2 separate regions of the Sus scrofa genome follow, and region 1 is linked to region 2. A link is a contact called in public promoter capture Hi-C data. All regions are on one chromosome and are shown on one strand. Each heading gives the region's core, a stretch centred on a gene start, on an enhancer-like site or on the middle of the called end of the contact. The rest is flanking DNA. Distances are from core to core; before and after follow the strand shown.

Region 1 (4,437 bases), core at 507-3,006, 1.5 Mb before region 2:
GTGTTGCCGTGAGCTGTGGTGTAGGTCGCAGACGCGCTCGGATCCCGAGTTCCTGTGGCTCTGGAGTAGGCAGGTGGCTACGGCTCTGATTCGACCCCTAGCCTGGGAACCTCCATATGCCGCAGGAGCGGCCCTAGAAATGGCAAAAAGACCAAAAACAACGGTGAAATGTGCTTGTTTTTCAGGGAGATCCAATCACAACCTAAATGCTAATACAGATTAATCACATGGCATTCTGTGTTTGTCAATCAATGGCAGTCCTAGAGAAGTACACTTCCTCCAACCGTTCGATGATCTCTGCCCTATACCAAGCTGAGCTGCCAGTCTTGGGAGTTACTGGAGCAAGAACTGCAAGTCAAAACTTGGCTGCAGTGATACCAAGTCACATTACCACCCATCCCGTGCTTAGAGGTCAAAATGCTCTGAACTTCGGCTAGGAATGTCTAAAAGTTGGAGCCATAAATAGCGCTAACCTCTAACCCCATCCTCCCAAACACCACTTTAGCTACTTCTATCCTAAATGAGAGTGTCTCCGCATCTGTGTGCAAGTGGAGGGCCTCCCTCTGGGTTCTGCCTGACGGCTTTTGAATCGACTGCCTAGGAAAAGCTCACCGTTGAGGCAGAGGGGAGGAAAGAGTACCAAGTGTGTTGTTTCTCTGGAACCCAACCCTGCATCAACACTCCACAGAGCCGAGCGCTGGCGTTCAACAAATGTATACCAAATTGGGAACTCAAATAATAACAATATTTAATACTGACGGCACCTACCATGTACCAGGCGCTACCGGAAAGGTTTACATACTTGTCACTCCTTTAAGCCTCACGACAACCCCATGGAGTAAGTACTCTCCATTTCAGAAATGAGGAAATTGAGCACCGGGCTGTTTTAAGAAAAAAAGCAAAACCAAAAAACTCTTGCCCAAGACCACAGGGCTAGTAAAGAGTGAGGCTGGCGTCTGAACGGAGTCAGTCTCCGGATTCCTGGTCAAGAGGAACTAAGGAAAAATTTTAATGAACCGGCCAGGAAGAGGCAGCCAACTCGAGGAAGCCCAAGGCCCCCTTTTCTGTCTACAGTAAAGGAACGGGCACTTTTGCTTCTTTTGGGGGGCGGGGGGCGGGCATTTTGGGGCCGCATCAACAAGCCCGGCACGGGGAACCACTGCTGACCTCCACGTGGACCTTGTAAAGCTCCCCCTCCAACAGGCGGCGCCGCTTGGCCGAGTCGCCGCTCCGCTCGCGGCCAGGAGTGCAGCACACAACGTGGAAGCAGAACAAAGGCCTGCGGCTCCCCGAAGACCGCTGCGCCCGGCCCGACCCGCCCGCCTAGCCCGCTTGCCCTGCCCTTTGGCGTCCTCCGGCGTCGGGCCCCGCCTCGGTCCCGCTCTTTCCCTGCCACGGGCCGCTCAGGCCGACTCACCGGCTTCTGGGCGACGCCCGACAACACGCGGGAGACGGCGGCGAGCATCTTCCTCATGGAGTGCGGGCAGTGGCAGCAGCGGCGACTCCCAACCGCTCAAGCAGCGAGGCCCAGAAGTCTCCAAGTCTCCTTCAGGCGCCCGGGGAGGACGCTAAGACCTAACGGCGGCGCTACGGAACGCGACGCGACGCGACGCGACGGAAGACGTCATGCGCCGCACCGGGCCACGGGCCAACCAGGATTGCTCTCAGGGCGTGCCCCGCCCACCCGAGAGGCCCACGGCCGCCCATTGGGTGTCGGAGCCAGAGAGCTGGGCTGAGGGCTGCCTCCGTCACCACACGGGTGAGGGGCGGGAGACCTGAGGACGCCTGCGTGGGAAAGCGAGGCCACGCCTCCAGGGCCACTCGGGAATGGACCCTGTTAGATTGGGCGCCACAGCTGAGCCGTGCTCCTCTGGAGATCGTTCAAGGGCAATACTACCCAGCGACTAGTCTTGCCAGTACTGCACCTTTGCAGCCTCTGCTCAATACACTGGATGATAAAGATTAATAGCCTGATGGGGCCAAAGGACAGAACATATGGTTTTTATAAATGGTTCTGCTGCCAACTTGTCTCTAAGAAGTTACATAACAGTTGTAAAAGGCTTCCCTGCCTACTTGAGCTAGGATCTGATGAAATAAAATTATTATTTTAAAGCAAGGCAAGAATTTTTTCTTTTTCTTTTTTTTTTTGTCTTTTTAGGTCCACACCTGTGGCATATGGAGGTTCCCAGGCTAGGGGTCGAATTGGAGCTGCAGCTGCCGGCCTACGTCACAGCCACAGCGAAGGGACCCAAACCACATCTGCAACCTACACTACAGCTCATGACAATGCGGAATCCTTAACCCACTGACTGAGGCCTGGGATCAAACCCGTGTCCTCACGGATACTACTCGGATTCGTTCTTGCTGAGCCATGACCGGGCCTCCAAGACAAGAAATATTTAAACAAAAATGTTTTCTCTGTCTGTTTGGGCCTTCTCCACACACACCCCCCCTTTCTGGTGTGCATTGTTCATCTACATTATTCATTAAGCTCACCTCCCCAATGGCAGAAATACCTCCTCAGCCATAAAGCTCAATTTTTCTTCTTCTAGAGCCAGCCATGTAACTCCTTTGAAGATAACATTCCTTGCTCAATCCTGTAAATCGTCGTGATTGCCCTCCACTCACCTCGTATGTGCAGACATCTTTGGTGAACTTTATGCACAAATGCCAATGTATCATTTCCCTTAAAGATAGCGACTGGTACAGAACAGACTGAGTCACAAGACCTAGGGAGATACAGGGCTGCAATGAATGGAATTTCTTCGCTTAAATACTTACGACCTTATTAATGTCTCTAGCTATACTCCTTGTATCCTGCCTGTTTTACAAGACTACTGTTTCTTGCATTACCAAATGGGCAACTGAGCCTCTGATAAAAGTAAGATGACTAGCTGACTTGGAACGAAGGACCAAAGATACATATAATTCTACCAGATCAATGTTGGTCATAGTGTAACCCTAGATATGGAAAGAAGCAACAAGAAGGAACCATTTCCTGGATCCTAACAGACTGGTATGACAGGTGGTCCTGAGGCTTTGGGCTACTGTTAGCAGGGCTTAGTCCCATAAGAGCACATGGAGGGTCCTAGCAAGGAAATCCTCCCCTGACCTGGGAATGAGCATTTCTAGTGGTGTGGGCCAAGTGGGTCATGAAATGCTTCCCAAATCTTCGTCAAAAATAAGATCAAAATGGGGGGGGGTTGTAAAACAAAAAATGTTGCCCAGCATGCAGTTCTACAAGAATCAAGTCATTAGCCACTGCAGTCACTGACCTAAAATACACCTGAAGAGGATTTCAGGATTAAGATCAGGGTGAAGCATTTTGTGCTCTGGGAAAACTGGCAGAACTAGCCCTCGGACAGATATTTTCAGGAGAAAATTTGATGAATCCAGTTTCTTGCATTTTCCCATACTTGGAAAAGCAGTAAAACCATTAACTAAGATATGTGTCCCCTTGTGAATAGCAGTAACCTTATACCAAGATAGGTGCTTGACTGCACATCCGCTCTCTCGAAAATCACACTGCACTGGCCTTCCTCTCCCTTTACCTTTTGAGAACAGTGCTCACAGCTCTGAGAGGATGTCTCCCAGGTTTTGAGCCTCAGGTTGGCTCAAATAAAAATTTGCCGTATCTTTATTTTTATTTATTTATTTATTGCTTTTTAGGGCCACACCTGCAGCATATGGAGGTTCCCAGGCTAGGGGTTGAATCGGAGCTACAGCTGCTGGCCTACGCCACAGCCAGAGCAACGTGGGATCCGAGCTGTGTCTGCAACCTACACCACGGCTCACGGCAACGCCAGATCTTTAACCCACTGAGCGAGGCCAGGAACTGAACCCTCAACCTCATGGTTCCTAGTCGGATTCGTTTCTGCTGCGCCACGACGGGAACTCCTTCCATATCTTTCTTAGGTTGACCGTTGATTAATGTTTTCATCCTTATAAAATAAGTCATGGAGACATAATGACAGCATATTTGGTTTTTTTTGTTTTTTTTTAAATCTTTTTTTTTTTTTTTTGTCTTTTTGCTATTTCTTGGGCCGCTCCCGCAGCATATGGAGGTTCCCAGGCCAGGGGTTGAATCGGAGCTGTAGCCACCAGCCTACACCAGAGCCACAGCAACGCGGGATCCGAGCCACGTCTGCAACCTACACCACAGCTCACGGCAATGCCAGATCCTTAACTCCCTGAGCGAGGCCAGGGACGGAATCCGCAACCTCATGGTTCCTAGTCGGATTCGTTAACCACTGCACCATGACGGGAACTCCACGCTACTGCTTCTGACCTATTTTGTGTGGCCTGACCAGAGCAGGGGGCAAAGCTTTCCTTCCACCCGAGGTTGCAATCACCCTGGGCTGGCTTTCACTAGACCACAGATTGCATCACATCGCACGTTCTTCTAAGTTTGGCCTTATTCTTCCAGCATGCAGATCA
Region 2 (4,277 bases), core at 706-3,205:
ACAGAAAAGAATACAGTGTGTGATTCAATTGGTCTAAAGCTCAAAAAGAGACAAAAGTAAATGTAAAAGAAGTCTTTCCAAATCAATAACTTTAGATATACCGTAGTCACTTCTTATGTTTCCTATCTTGCAAATAGGCCGTGATTTATTTCACAGAGCCCCCACCGCTGGCTGCTGCTCTGTAGGTATTCACAACATCCTCCCACTGACTCTAGCTGTTATTGAACGCCTTGACAACTAATCCTCAGCATCACAACATAGTTCTCCTTCACACTGTACCCTTACACTGCAGAGAGAGCAACCATTTCCCCCAAACGAATTTAAAGCAGTGGGGCATGTGCAAAGAAACAGGCTTTAATAAAGAGTCGGAATCGGAACTGCAAAACTTGCTATTTTGTCTTAGGGATTTAACCCCTCTGCGCCTCAACTTTTTAACCTATAAAGTTGGAGTAACGGCTACCTGACAGGGTTGTGTGGGACCCAATGACAGTTGAGCACTAGGCGTCATGTTTGGTTTATAGCAGGCAAAGCCTAAGTTTCAGTTCCCCTTCACTTCTCCCCACACGTTAAGTTTCTGCAACAATTTTCCTAGAGCCCAACTATGACTAGATTATTTAAAATGAATGTCAGTGGTTAAATTCAAAATCCTGCTAAATAAGTTTACTTAATAGGAAGCTCATTTACATTTTATGATAGGAAATCTAAACATCGGGTTTTTAGAAAGACACATTTAAGATACATCAAAGTCATTTTTCAAAAGTCACCTGAGGCTTCTGCCTCCCAAGGTGCAAGGCATTCACTTGCCATCCGCGTATCACAATGACGACAGATGAAAACAGCGTTTCACCCCAAAATTCTCAGTAAATAGGGCAGATTACAACAGCAAGCCCACTCTAGATTTTTTCTTTTCCCAATAAACTGTGTCAACACATTGATTACTTTCTAAAAATCCCGTCAGGACTCAAAAGTAGCCCTTCTGTCCGCAGCAAACTTGAGAGAGCACAGAGTCTGCCAGACGGGGGATAAAGCCGGCCACACTCGATTCCATGGCCCAGCTTTCTAAAACTCCGTGCAGAAAAGCTGCTTGTAAAATCACGATTCGTAAACATTAAAGCAGGTTCAAACTGGAGCAGCCCGACCTCCGGGAGAGCCAGGCCGAGGCAGAGAGGCAGTCCCCGACAGAGCGAGCTGTCAAAGGACCCCGCTCAAGCCACATCTTTGCGCTGAAGCTGTCTTTGATCAATCGCACTTACGATCAAAGCCTCAGAATCAACGGTTGCATCACAAAACACGTTATAACGAACCAACTCTCCAGTTAATAGATTCTTTACACTCAAAAGTCTATATAAAGTCTGATCGTCTCCCGCCCCCCCCAACCTCCCCCCACACCTGCCAAGAAAGAGAGAGGATGGAAAAACGATCACCTGTTACCACAAAGTCAGCACCAAGCCGCCAACAAGCGGCCAATTCTCAGAAGCGCCAACGAGCTGGCCCAGGAGGGGCAGGGGGAACCACCCGGAACCAAGTGCAACCACCCCGAACCAGCCGGAACCATCCCAAACCACCCGGAACCGTACCGAACCACTCCAGCCGCAGCGCTGCTGAAACTGCGGCGTACACTCGCTTTGCCCGGGAAGTAACTATTTTCTCTTCCCTCAGGAAAATCCTCCTTCCCCGCCACCCCGCTCCCGAGCGGGAGCCATTAAGCCAAGTCACTCCTCAACTGCTTCTAGCGCATCCACGAGGGAGAAAAAGGGTCACAGCACAGACCTTTTCTGGCGCTAGAGCAGCCAAACCAGCCTCCTGAGAGCGCGGGAACCGGCTAGCGGTGAGCCGTCTCCCGAGCAGCGGGGGTAAAACGGTTAGGGTCACTCGAGGTCAGAAACGGTCCTCGCACCGGAAATAGGACCCGACCACGTGATGCGCCCGCCGCAGAGCCCACGGACCCCACGAAGCTGGGGACCAACTCTCGCACCAGAGACCACCCACCGTACGGAGGTTGCCACGTGCGGCCGGCCGCTGGCCTATCAGTGGCCGCCTAGAGACAAGCCTGAGCCGTAAGCCGACCAATCCTGAGGACCCCTTTGCCGTCGCGTGAGAAGCGGGCCGTTGCTAGGGAGTCGGCCGAGGGGAGGGGCTGTGCTTCCCTCTGCGCAGCCGCAATGGCCGCTTCCGAGCACCTGCAGCTCGGCGGTGGTTGGCAGAGGTTGGTGAGTTCAGTTCCGCGCCCCGCTATAGGCTGAAGACGCGAAGCTCCGAGGCGGAGAGGAGTTTTTGCGGGTATTTCGGTGTGGGTTTCTTGGAGGCGGCTCGCAGGGCTGAGGCACTTAGGCGTCTGGCCTCTCCCCTCTTGTTGGTTAATTCTTTGAAGATTTTTTTTTTAATTTAATTCCCCCTTCCTCTGTGATGTACCAGAGACGTGGACATTGAATTAATTCTAGGTGTGCGGTCAGTGCTTCAATTCGCAAGGGGAGGGGCCGGGCTTTAGCAATTGTGGTTTGGTACAAACCTGGAAGGGTTATTTTCAAAGGTTGTTATGCCTTTATGCGATGACACAGATCTTGGAGCCAGATTTGCTGTGTTTGTACCCTAGCCTCAACATTTAAGTGAGCTATGGCTTTGAGCAACTCAGGTAACGGCTCTGTGCTTCAGTTTCCCATCAATAAAATGGGCACAGCGAGGGGGGTGGTGAGTTAGGATAAGCACAGCAGTTACAACACTATCAGTAAATGTATGTAATGAAAGGTACATGACATTACTTAGTGGCGATCGTCTTAGGTTATGTCGAGGTTGCTCACCTTGGGAAGGAGGCATAGTCTGAGAAATTCAGAAGCAAAGCAGTTGAAGTAAAGCTATATAAATCTTGTAGCGCCCAGAGAGGCGCTACAAGGGAAGCATGTTGGACATGAGAAATATTTTCTTTTCTCCTCTCAAATACAAGCGAGATTAGAGCCCATTGTAGATAGAGTATTTATTATTATGATTTTGCTCATACTTTTGCCATAGCAGGTTCTGTCCCTTACGTCCACACTTGGTGTATGCAAGACCCCAGGAATACGATTACGTAACAAAGAAGAGGGAAACAAGTTCTTTAATTGCAGTCACGTTTATTTGCAGTTTCTATACACACTTCCTAGGTAATCAAACTTTTCTGGTACATTTTTTTTTGGAGAGGGGTTCACAATGAAACTGTCACCATTTTTACTAAAAATAAATACAAGACTTAAAGTGTTGCACAGCTCTAAAATATACAAAGGCTTGAATTGAATGTAAACGTTGAAAACATCTTACAAAAGAAACCATTTTTGCAACAATTTAAAAAGTTCATATTTACAAATATTACAAAAATACAAAATGGATGCAAGTCCATAAACCATTGTCTTTTGGCCAGCATGAACTGGTTCTAGTACCAAAATAGTTACACTGTAACCTTCCTCCTAGTTTTAAATCTTTGTTTTGATCTAGTTCTCTGAGTCTGCCACCACTGCAGCAAATGTACTCACTCACTGACCTTTGGCAAGAGCAAACAGTGTGTTTTGTTTGCTACAACTAGTCCATGTCCTCTACTTAGCCAAAACAAAAAAAAAACCAAAAAAACAAAACAAAACAAAACAAAAAAAACAACCTTCCCCCACACAACACAGACATGTCATATAAACATAAAAGGGCAAAATATTAGCATCAGTGCAAACAAAAGAAGAAAAGTTTGGGTTGATGTTCTTCATAATACCTAATGTGTGTAGCCTGCGTGAGACGGCAGTGATGTTGAGGACAGCCCTAAATCTTGGTCTCATGTGCTCTGGGATAAAGCCATGTAGAATATTCCAAATTACTAAGGAAATTCTTGCTTTTTAAACTCAGTTTGTTACTCAATACTCTTTTGCACAGTGAATTTTAAATCCATCTTTATTTGGGTTTTTTTTTAAATCTATGAAATATAAAATAGAGGAACTCTGCTATAGCTTTTTAGAGTAAACAAAATAAGTAAAACTATATTATAAGGGTTAGTTCTGTGGTCATTACATATAGAAGGTATCTTATTGCCTTCACAATTCAATATGTCTTTTAAAATATAGTACCATTACTTAAATCAATGTCAATAAGAAGGTGACATATTTGTTAAAGCCAATTCACGTATTATCCATTCAAGATTTAGAATCACTTTTAAAGCCCACATACCTTTCTTTACACTTAAAAAACCCCTAACTACACAAAAGCCATACTGCAAACGAACTGCTTTTATGAAAATTACAAAAGATCACCTATTGTGACTGGTA

What was found. Promoter capture Hi-C pulls out the DNA fragments that hold promoters and counts their contacts.
Region 1: a contact with region 2 is called in a promoter capture Hi-C map of liver, with 12 times the contacts expected there. The contact joins the promoter of PDHA1 here to the promoter of SCML1 in region 2. A contact is called at or near these places in 2 of 5 promoter capture datasets (fetal skeletal muscle and liver) and 2 of 47 Hi-C or Micro-C datasets (embryonic fibroblasts and mesenteric adipose tissue).

What each region holds. Positions count from the first base shown.
Region 1 is chrX:15,697,243-15,701,679 of Sscrofa11.1, reverse strand. PDHA1 (pyruvate dehydrogenase E1 component subunit alpha, somatic form, mitochondrial) reads right to left here and starts at 1,756. Exons shown (of 11, transcript XM_003360244.4): 1 at 1,418-1,756. The coding sequence starts at 1,474.
Region 2 is chrX:14,207,899-14,212,175 of Sscrofa11.1, reverse strand. SCML1 (sex comb on midleg-like protein 1) reads right to left here and starts at 1,955. Exons shown (of 8, transcript XR_002340672.1): 1 at 1,771-1,955. It overlaps NHS (Nance-Horan syndrome protein), which reads right to left. Exons shown (of 9, transcript XM_005673460.3): 9 at 3,091-4,277. All of the region lies in intron 1 of LOC110257735 (a long non-coding RNA gene), which reads left to right.